Linked DNA regions of Sus scrofa: region 1 is linked to region 2. Evidence: chromatin contacts called from public Hi-C data. All regions are on one chromosome and are shown on one strand. The core of a region is the stretch at or near the end of the contact, and the rest is flanking DNA. Distances in the headings are between cores, read along the strand shown. Region 1 has its middle 45 kb from the start of RAPH1. Region 2 holds the start of LOC110256919.

Region 1 (5,372 bases), core at 1,848-4,347, 45 kb before region 2:
GAGTGCTTGTTTGGTGCTGGGTTTTATTCCAAGTACTTCATCTACATTCATTTACTGAGACCTCATGACAATCCCCACTTTACAGTGGCAAAGAGGCATGGCGAACTCAGGCAATTTGTGGAAGGGCACATGGCAAATAATTGGTAAAGGCAGGGTTCAAACTCAAGGCAGTACTTAGAACCACAGCTCTACAGATCATCCACTCTGAATAGAGTGAGTAATGGAATGACTGGAATGGAAAACTGGCTTCTAGCAGCCACCCCACCCACCTCACCTTTGAATACCCATTTGGAGACTATGGACTGCATATTTGCTCCTGACTATGCTGAATCACCCAGAATGCTTATCCTCTAGGTTTAATAGAGGTAAGAGAGTAGAAACATCCCAAAGACTTCCATAGATGGACAGTACAGTCTCAGGATAGAGCCTTCGCTAATCGTTGGCGGAGCACAAACAGATCCAGGAAATAATCCATCCAAGATATGACCATGAATTCTGTTCCACGCTAGGTTAGCACAAGCTGCTATTTTAAGTGACTATTTTTATTTCAAGCCACTATTACTGTCCCCAGGCTCCCCAACACACTTACTTCAGACCGAACTTATTCAAATTAGAGAATGCCTCAGCAAGACTAGGAAGCCCTTGGCACCAGATTTCCATCTTGGCAAGGAACCAGAGTAAGAAGGCCCTGCTCCGCCCTTGTGGACCAAGCCCATCCAAAGCAAACAGTTCCCATGACTGTTTACGGTAGGACAAGCTTCTTCCTTTAAACAGGGCAAACGTGGAAAATCACCCAGCCCGACACTGCTTGTTATTTTGGCGCTTCTGAAATTCAGGGAGGAGGCCTTACCAACCAGAGATCCAGCCCCCTCTTCAAATGGGGAACAGAGAAATGGGGAAGCAGATCAAATGTCCTATTGGAAGCTGTAAAGATTTGATTGTTCTCTAAAAGCACGTTCTTATCGCAATTACTTAAACAGTGACTCCATTTAATATCTCCACTTAACCAGCACCTCCTGCCACAGCTTGCAAATCCTCCCAGGTTTTCTGTGACACCACCCAGAGGAAATTCCCAGTCTGCCTGTGTTCCTCTGGCCTGCCACTGGCAAGACCAGGGAAAGGGCCTTAGGTGAGTTACTTCCCAGTCACTGGCTTCTGCTGCTGGATGACTCCAGTTGTCTAGTTAGTAATAAGGACCATCCTGTTATGGCTGACGTCCTTTGACTACCAGTAACATCTGCTAAAGTTTTAAAGAAAATATTAGCGAGTATTTACAGACCCAAGTCTGAACCTTGGTAGACCAAAATAAGACATCTGGATGACATGCAGGTGAATTGGCAGCTTTATGAAACACTGGATGAGGTTAAATGTAAGGCATCTGACCTAGGCTAGTATATGAGTGATTTGGATAAATCTACATGGATTTGAATTTGTCTTTTTTCTAGGTTCCCAAGGGTCAGGCATCCCTTATGCAAGCTTCACTGAACATTTACTGTTTTAATTCTGAAGTGACTAGGCCAATTAAAATAATAGATGGTATTAAAGACATTGGGAATAGCAAAACAATGTTTGATTTTTATTTATACGGGAGTCTCTTCTAGAAATGGAAAAGACTATCGCGACAGGACACAAAGAGAAAAACCACTCACTGAAATCTGCATGTTCCTACACCATAAAAAGAAGACGGGTGGGGGGAGTAGGAATCTTTAAGAAGGGCTTATTTACTTATGTTCAAAATAAAGTAGGTATCTGGTGCCTTCCAGGGGTTAATTCGCGATTACCCCAGATCTTGGCAACTAATGATCCAGGAAAAAAAAGCCTCTGGGAGCACAATGACATCAGAACCTCTGGCTTTTCCCTTCTATGTGTGCAGTAGAATGAGGGGTGTGCCTTACAGCAGCATCTGTTTCTCTTTGCCTCCACATGAAAACCTGAGAGGGGACATCAGTGCCACTGTCAGATTGGCCAGTGTGCAGTCGTGCTCCTACAGCAGCTGCACGTGCCTCCTGAAAACTCTCCTTCCCCCCGCAGATCAGCTTTTATATTTCTAATCCCACGAATCAAAGTGCCATGCATGGAACTACAACCTCTGCTGTATCAGCCTGGGAAATAAACAGCACCAACTCCAGGCCCCAGGGCTGTCAATGAGTTTATAATTCAAAAAAAAAAAAAAAAAGGTAAATATGACAACCCACAAATGCATACACTTTTGTACATCTTTTAAATGAAGATTGTTTGAAATGTAAAAAAAATGTATTTTATTCAGCTCTTGCTGCTTCTATTCTCTTTTAAAGTAAAGGAGATTCATTGTAGAGAGGCTTGGCTCTTCTAGAGAAGAATTTTCAGTTTTGAGCAGAGGAAAAGATGAAGAAGAAATAACATAATTAATGTTAGATTATTTACAATTGAAAACAGAATTTGGAAACATGCAATGAGTATTTAATACTCTAATTACTATTATTAGCATGTTCTTATTTTATTAAAATGGCTAATACTCTTCTCCATTCACTATCAATTCATATTCTCATTTGCAGAGCACTATAATAATCATTCTATTAATCAGGTGTTTATTACAAGTTTTCAACACTGTAGCTGATTCCTTGAGACATTGTTAAAGAGTGATTGCATTTATAGACTCCAGTTTTCTCTCTTAGGCCAGTTTGAATACATCCACCACATCAAACCAAGGCACAAATTTCAGTTTGAGTCAGTCGTATTTGTTTTCTATTTATTTACAAACCCTGACTCTTCCCAGAACGGATTTGAAGCTGCTATTATAGTCAGTTAGTCACACCAGTCCTTAGGACTCCAAGAGTGGGTAGAAACCAGTATTTCTGGTTCCTTCTTGCCTGTGGAACCTCACACAGCCATTAGAGACCTGTGCAGACTGGCTCAGATAACTGCCAGTAGGACCAGCCATTCCAGCTTCCTTCAGCAGCCAAAGAGGGAGCTAGCCAAAGTCGTGAACTCTAGAGAGGCCATGTCTTTCTTATCAGTATGGAATAGGCCATCGCTACCACCAAAATCCCTCCCTGTCCCAGGAGGAGGAGCAAAAAAACCCAACTTCACAGCAGTTGCTCAAAGACATTATGTCCTAGACTCTGTCAACTGTCAACAGAGTCAGTGTAATCACACTTCTGCCAACTCACAGGGTACACATCTGTGTTCTGTCATCAGTGCTCTTTCATCTCATATAGACGGCTTTCCAAATCTAGTCTTCCCATTCACATATTTCTATTGTTCATTAGAAGCCAAAGATTTTCCAGGGAATCCTTGCTAAATGGCAAGCCAGACGATCAGTGTTTTGATAGCCCAGAGACACAATGTTCCTTCTGGGCTATGACCTTGTCACCCCTCATTTAACTACGGACAATTCTTATGTAAGAGCTCCCGGAGAGAGGGGAAAAAAATCTAATTCCACAGAAACCGGGGTTGATGATCCAAGTGGCAATTTTCTTTCCTGAGTAGGAATTAAATCAACACACCCGTTGAAACATGACCCTCCAGCCCTGACATATTTTGATTTTGTGAAAACACAAAGATGCTCACTAAAGGAATATGATAAAAAAGGATAACAATTCATTCTTAAATTTTCTTATAGCTACTAATTAGCAGCTGCTCTTGACTTTCCATCTTCAACCCTATTGTGAAGTCTCTTTGGTGCAAAATAACCAGAGCCCAGTTCCTCAACCACTTACTGAAGCCCAGCAGAGGCTCAACTCAAAACTCTGTCTGGGGGGTTCTCCAAGTCTCCTCCTTCTGGAACCAGACTTTTTTCTAAGGTTCAACGAGATTCCTAATGGAAAGAAAAGAAGTTGGTTGTGGCAGCCTCGTGTTGTTCAGGAATTTCACTGTCAACCTTCCCTTCCTCCTCCACTCCTGTTGCCACTGATTGCCAGCAAACTCTTCTCGAACACCAAGTCGTTTCAAGGCTTTCAGGAGAAATTTACCTCTTAAAGGAATATTATGTCCTTCACCAGAGCAACTGTATCCCAGGCCCAGCATGACACCTGGTGTAAAGGGATATCAATAAATGTTGAATGAAGGAAAGAATGCACAAACGAATGGTTTTCCTTCTCACATGCACCCCGTTAAACCCAATCCTCTTGAATATCCTTTCTTTACCTCTATACTCATCTAACTTTTATCCATAAACTATAACAGGTTTTGTAGAAGAATTGTGAAATTGAAAGGGGGGAAGATTCTTTAGGAATAAGGTCAAATTACCTTACTCCAACCCCATACACGGTTGGATATGTTTTTTCCACTTTCAGTATTAATTTCAATAAATAAAAATATTACCTAATTTTATTTCAATGCTGTTTCTATTGTTTACTCTTTTACAAAGGGTAGCAATATGGGATGTTTTACTCTCTTAGATGTCAGGGATTATATCCAATTACCCAATCTCTATGAACGCATCAGCTTTTTAAAAATAATGATACAGAAATATGGCCTATCTACGTACATTCCATTTAACCAGAGAAGATAACTTTTCAAAAATAGAGATACGATGGTGCTGAAAATGGTCAATAAACAAATCATATATTCCCTCTCTCCCTTTATTCGCATCCAAAAGATCTTTGTTTATCCCCAGCAGAAATGACTAGAGGTCAAACGGGAGCATGTATGCAAATAGGGTATGTAGGTAGATGGCAATACAAAAATGATAGATGTTGTTTGCAATCTGACTGTTATTTCCATAATCATCAGCTCATCTCTTCATCCTACTAAAGAGAGCAAAAGGGAGGTTTGCCAGTTAATTGTGTAACCATAGTCCTATTGCTTAGTCTGCAACACTCAAAGCACCATTAAAGAAAAAAGCCTGGGATCCAAAAGGAAGCACACAAGTAAAGAGAAATCAGTGCTCTAAGATAGGGAAAAATCAATGACTCAAGTGGTTTCACATGCTAAGCCCTTTGAAGTGGAATCTTTTCTGCTATTTTCCATCACCTACTCCAGACATGCCCCACTTCAGTGCCTTACTATGCGTAGTTTCCATTGGTGGTATTAACAAGTGTGAATGATACAGAAGCCAAGCCACTCAATTATCTCAACAAAGGGTTTACATTAGCATGTGTGAGGAAGACTCAGATAACCTCACCAAAGGGTGATTTTTTTTTTTTAACGCTTAATCCATTGTGAAATAATTTCCTCTAGCTCTTGCACTATTTCCCTGACATTAAAGGACCGAGAAGTTGCCCTAACAGGAAAATTTGTGATCTTTGCGTAATTTGTTTTGTATACTTCAGCAAATTTTTAATGATTAATGTGGTGTCTGGTCCCATCATTCTACTGAAACCACTCTCTTAAAGGGCATCAATCACCATCTAATCACTAAATCCCAGTTCTTCTTTGTCTGCATCTTCCTT
Region 2 (5,304 bases), core at 2,802-5,301:
GTTGCAGTCTGATTCTTTTTTTTTTTTTTTTTGTCTTTTAGGGCTGCATCAGCGGCATATGGAGGTTCCCAGGCTAGGGGTCAAATCAGAGCTGTAGCCACTGACCTGCGCCAGAGCCACAGCAACATGGAATTTGAGCTGCGTCTACGACCTACACTGACAGCAACACCAGATCCTTAACCCACTGAGAGAGGCCAGGGATCGAACCTGAATCCTCATGGATGCTAGTTGTGTTTGTTAATCACTGAGCCACATCGGGAACTCGACAGCCTGATTCTTAATCCACTGTGACAAGGCAGAACTCACTGCCTCTGCTTCTATGGAGACCTGCAACATATCTCTTCTGGGCTGTTGCCTTCACCTCCTAATTGACTCTTTCCCTCCAGTCTGGTCTCCCTGATCTCCAAAACACAAACTCAGTTGATCCGGGGCTTAAAAACTCCAAAGATTTTATTTTTATTTATTAATTAATTAAAATACTCCAAAGACTCTTCGGGGGTATCATTTCTTACTATATTTCCCAAAGCATCAAATTCATACTCCTTAGTTTAACACTCGAGCCCCTTTGTTGATGCAACTTTTCTAGCTTTTCCACCCACCTCTTTGACTCTTCTCAGGACTTGTCCTGACAAAATGGAACTACTTGCAGAGCCTCTAAGTCATTGTGCTCTTTGGTGCCTCAATACCTGCCCTTGTCTGGAATGCCTGTTTCCTCCTTCCTCTGGCTAGCTCCTCTCTGTCCCTAAATGTTCAGTCCAAGAATCCCCCCGCGCTGGAAAGGCTTTCCTGACCAGGGAATGGACTCCCTATTCAAATTACGATTTCTTTGCCTCCTTTATTACTAGACTGTGTGTTTTTAAGGGCAGGAACAACCTGGTCTTGTCTTTCTTGTCCTTGTATTTCTAGGCCTTAGTTGGAGCTCAAAAAACTCAGGTTGAATTGAATGATTTTTTTGGATGAGAACCTGCTCACCTTTCTTGATGGCTAAAAAATGACTGTTTTCTTTTCTTTCATTCTTTTTTTTTGTCTTTTTGCCATTTCTTGGGCTGCTCCCTCGGCATATGGAGGTTCCCAGGCTAGGGATCTAATTGGAGTTGTAGCAGGTCTAATTGGAGCTGTAGCCGCCAGCCTACGCCAGAGCCACAGCAATGTGGGATCCGAGCCGCGTCTGCGACCTACACCACAGCTCACGGCAACGCTGGATCGTTAACCCACTGAGCAAGGGCAGGGATCAAACCCACAACCTCATGGTTCCTAGTCGGATTCGTTAACCACTGCGCTAAGACGGGAACTCCCTGTTTTCTTTTCAAATTAGCCTTGACCCACCTAAGCACTGAGAGGAAAAAGAGCTAGGAGCTGTCTACAAAGCACTTAATGGTCTATTTTTTAAAGGAGGTTACAATGAAGTGAATAACTTCTCTGGGCAGTATCACAGAGCCTAGTTATAGCATTTGATGACAATAGGGTATTATTAGGTAGAGCACTCAGGTGTGTGTAATCCCAGCAAACCTGGTCATGGGGGACATGGGGTGAGAAGCTATAGACATATTTGTACGAATTATCACTCATCAAAATGTTTACAGTATTTATTAATTTTAAAATATTTATTGGGAAAGGTAGTGTGCTAGACATTATGGAAGACATAAGGACAAATAAACTGTTGTATTACCCTCATTAGGAAAGATCATCACTTACTGAAATAATTATAATTAGAGGTAATGAATGATGAATTCCACAAGAAAGGAACAGAAGGCTATAGGAACTAGTTGGCATCATCATCCTCATTTATAAGACATAACATTAGGGTTCCTACAGGGGTGCAGTGGGTTAAGAATCCAACTGTAGTGGCTCAGGTTGCTGTGGAGGCACAGGTTCCATCCCCAGCCAGGCACAGTGTATTAAAGGGTCCAGCGTTGCCACAGCTGCAGCTTGGATTCAGTCCCTGGCCTGGGAACTTCGATCTGCCATAGGCGCAGCCAAAAAAAAAAAAAAAAAAAAAAAAAGCCTATACCATTATTCCACACAAGAATAGTTAAGCACCTTCTAGACTTAAAATACAAAACTACAGTTATGTTTCTAAAGTACAGATAGCTCAAGTGTGAAATGCAACTAGTAACTGTATTGTTTGGTTCTAAATACCAGTTTGAAACAGACTGTGTACCAGTTTGGAACAGATTGTGCAAGACACCAAACCACTTCAAAGTCCTCAAGAATATCTGAAAGTAGGAATGTTTTTAACCAAACCAAGATTTGGCCCCAGGACAGAGAAATGAACACTGGTTCTTAGAAAGGGAGCTAGGATCTCAGAAACTCACAGTTAATTCTTTATCTGTGAAAATTCAAGATACAGATACTCAGCAAGCAGATGAGAAGACATGAAAACGGAATGTTCACTACAACTAATTCTAGGTCACACTCCAGATTTTTTTCAATTGTTTTAATGCTGTCAACAAATCTGCTCTGCATGTAACTAGGAAAAAATGATTTTAATTCCATTTTTTTCTTCCTTTGATCAACATTAGAAAGTCAAAATAAAGATATAAATTAAAATTGAAAAGCCTAGGTCAAGCCTGCATTAAAATAAGCAATACTGAGTCGTTTAGAGCTCGATGATAAGGAAAAATGGCAACACCTTACTCCTAAACTATTTCAATAAGGGCGGGAGGATGACAGAAATCAATAACTCAAAATAAGCAAATTTCAAAGTTAAAAGTGATCAAAAATAATGAAAATGTCCAATTTCTAGAAGCTTCCCAATATAGTGCATGAAATCACAGAGAGCGCTGTTGGCCAAAATGGGATTTCCTAAAAAAGGCCTCACAGACTACAGCGACAACGGTCCTTTAAGCGCCTAAGACCACATCTGACGGGTTGCTGGAGTCCTGGAATACTCCAGCAGGAAGGTGCATGCATATAGGTCCTTGATGGACGTGCTCAAGGCTTCAGCGAGTCCCAAAGCCCTTGGACAGAGGCCGCTGAGCCTTCTTCCAAGGAACGGCAAGCAGGGGTGGGACAGCACCGGAATTTTCCTCCCTCACTCATTCATTCTCTGATTCACTGGTTCCTGGAGGCGGTTCACAAGGACGCGCGGTGGAAAGGCGGAGCGCGGGCGGCCCCGGCTGGGTGCGGCCCGGCGCCTAGGGCGGGGGGTGAGCGGGGCGGGCTAGGGGGCGCGGGCCGGGGGCGCGGACGGCGGGTGCCCGGGAGGGGCGGGCTCGGCTGCCTGCACCGGAAGTGAGTGGCTGGCGGCGGGCGGGGGGAGCGAGCGGCCGGGCGCGAGTCGGTCCGCCCGTCGGCTGCCCGGCCCGCAACCCCGCCTTCTGCGTCTCGGCCGGACGCGGCCGCACTCGGATCCGCCGCCGCTGGGCGCTGCGGCCGTCCCTCCCGCCGCGCGCTCGGCCCCGCCCCCGCCGCCGCCGCCGCCCGGTGGGTCAGTCAGTCAGTCAGTCACGGAGCGCGCGGCGCGGAGCTGCGGGCGCTCGAGGCATCTCGGGAGAGGGAGCGCCGCGCCTGCGGAGGAGGCGGCAGCGGCAGCGGCAGCGGCGGCTGGACGAGCGCGAGCGGCGGCTACGCTGCCTGGGGCCGCTCCGGGAGTCAAGCCCGCCGGAGGACTTAGCTGCTGCCGCGGTGAGTACTCAGCCTCGCCCTCGGGGCCGGCCGGGCGCGGGGCTCTGAGGCGCTGCCGTCGCTCCCGCCTCCATTTTCCCGGCGCCCGGCCCCGCCATCCGGGTGCGGTGCGGGCTGCTGAGCCTGGGGCGGGGTCGCGGCTGGGGCCGGGGCCCGGGCCCGGGCCGGTTGGACCTCGGCCGGCAGGCGGCTGGCTGGTGGGTGGGCGTCGGCGGGCCCTGGGCTGCACCCTGAGCCCCTGGGGGCCGCCACGGAGGGAGACAATGAGATGCAGGGCCGCCTGGGGAGGGTGCGCTTGGGTTTCTCCGACCCGGCACCGGGGCTGGTGGCCCGGGACCGTGGGCAGGAAAGGACTCTTCCCCCGACCAGCCGCAGAAACCAGTGATTCGGGGTCTGGGGTTCCCCGGGTTTCGGCGCCCCCCATGTTTCGTAAATGAGTTCAGTGCAGAGATTTAGAAAGGCGGGGCGGCACCTTCTATGTCTTCTTGCTAATTAAGCAGGGTAAGTAATCGCTCCATTGCTCTTGAGCCCAATCTCATCTTTCTGTGTCTGTGTGCATTCCCGCCGGAAATCCAAACTGCAATTCATGCGGGGGGTGGAGGGAGGAGAAGGAAGGCAGTGTAATAGTATTAGGATTCGTTTTAAGACGGGTTGAAAGATGGGGTTTTCTTATCCAGGTAGCGTCTTAGGGTGTCCCCGCAGTGCGAGCTGGAAACCGCATAAGTCATTGCTCGTAGGCATGAAGACGTGGCTTAGCGTGAAGTAAAAGCTTTTGGGAAGGGTTATAAGCATTGCATCAAATGTGACTTGTTGGTGTGCATCTCATAATCTGTGGGAAGAGCAGTTGGGAAAATCTGAGAGAATTGAAAGGTTCTTCACTTCGCCTCCCAAAACGGGTTGGTGTTGTCTGCACCATTTCCCTTGGAGATGTGGAGGGCTGCCTCTGTGTGTAAAGTCCGCTGTAAAGGTACAGTTAAGGTAACCGGCTAGGAGTGGGGCGTGATCGTGGTATTGAAAGGGTGGTAGTGAGTCCATAGGAATATTAAATTCAGCAAGTATTTAGGGAATACCTCCTATCTGTTAGGCAGGATGGAGGACACAGAGTGAACAAGACTGTAGCATCACAGCCAAGGCAATCAGCAGCTCCTTAAGCACTGGAATTGGCTACCAGTGTGATGTTGGATGGGCTGTTGAACTCTCAACAGTATGGTTCTCTGTCAGTAAAATGGGAATAACTAACACCACCTGCTTACCTCCGGAGATGCTTGTCTAATGGATTAAATAAGATAATGTATGCAAAATACCTAGCTCCTGGCAGGGCACCAGTGTGTTTAACAAATGTTAATTACTGGGATTTACTTGAGGGAAGGTGGGGGCGAGGGGGGGGAGAGAAGTGAATGTAGGTAGTTGTAATGCAATGCATTATATAATAAAAATGTTGAAGTAGAGGTGCAAAATAGGGAAGTGAAGAGGCGAAGGAATAAAATAATTCTAAATTGGGAGCACTGAGGGAAAATTCAAGGAAGCTGAGGCATTTAAGTGGAACCTTTAGTGATGGGTAGGATTTCAGCTGATGTAAATGGGTAGGGGAAGGACGTTGCTAGTAGAGGTGGTGCTGTCCTTTGAGGGAGGAATTGAGGAGAAGAGCAATGGGGGAAGGGCAAAATTAGAGACGCT

Evidence for each region. A called contact is a pair of places that touch in the nucleus more often than the background predicts.
Region 1: a contact with region 2 is called in a Hi-C map of liver, with 3 times the contacts expected there. The contact joins the enhancer-like site here to the promoter of LOC110256919 in region 2. A contact is called at or near these places in 1 of 5 promoter capture datasets (liver), 11 of 47 Hi-C or Micro-C datasets (fibroblasts, heart right ventricle, liver and 3 more) and 1 of 2 datasets of contacts at active chromatin or transcription factors (skeletal muscle).

Annotation. Positions count from the first base shown.
Region 1 is chr15:107,039,981-107,045,352 of Sscrofa11.1, reverse strand. No RefSeq gene overlaps it. Among named protein-coding and RNA genes, the nearest start is that of RAPH1, 45 kb to the right of the region's middle. Within about 2 kb of position 3,097, at least 17 of the 83 cell types and tissues checked have an H3K27ac peak or open chromatin away from gene starts, as enhancers often do. A contact at or near this core is called in liver, retroperitoneal adipose tissue and skeletal muscle, where this site is marked.
Region 2 is chr15:106,995,796-107,001,099 of Sscrofa11.1, reverse strand. LOC110256919 reads right to left here and starts at 4,051. Exons shown (of 2, transcript XM_021074734.1): 1 at 3,452-4,051; 2 at 3,076-3,369. The coding sequence starts at 4,051. The coding sequence ends at 3,076. RAPH1 (ras-associated and pleckstrin homology domains-containing protein 1) reads left to right here and starts at 3,305. Exons shown (of 15, transcript XM_021075323.1): 1 at 3,305-3,627.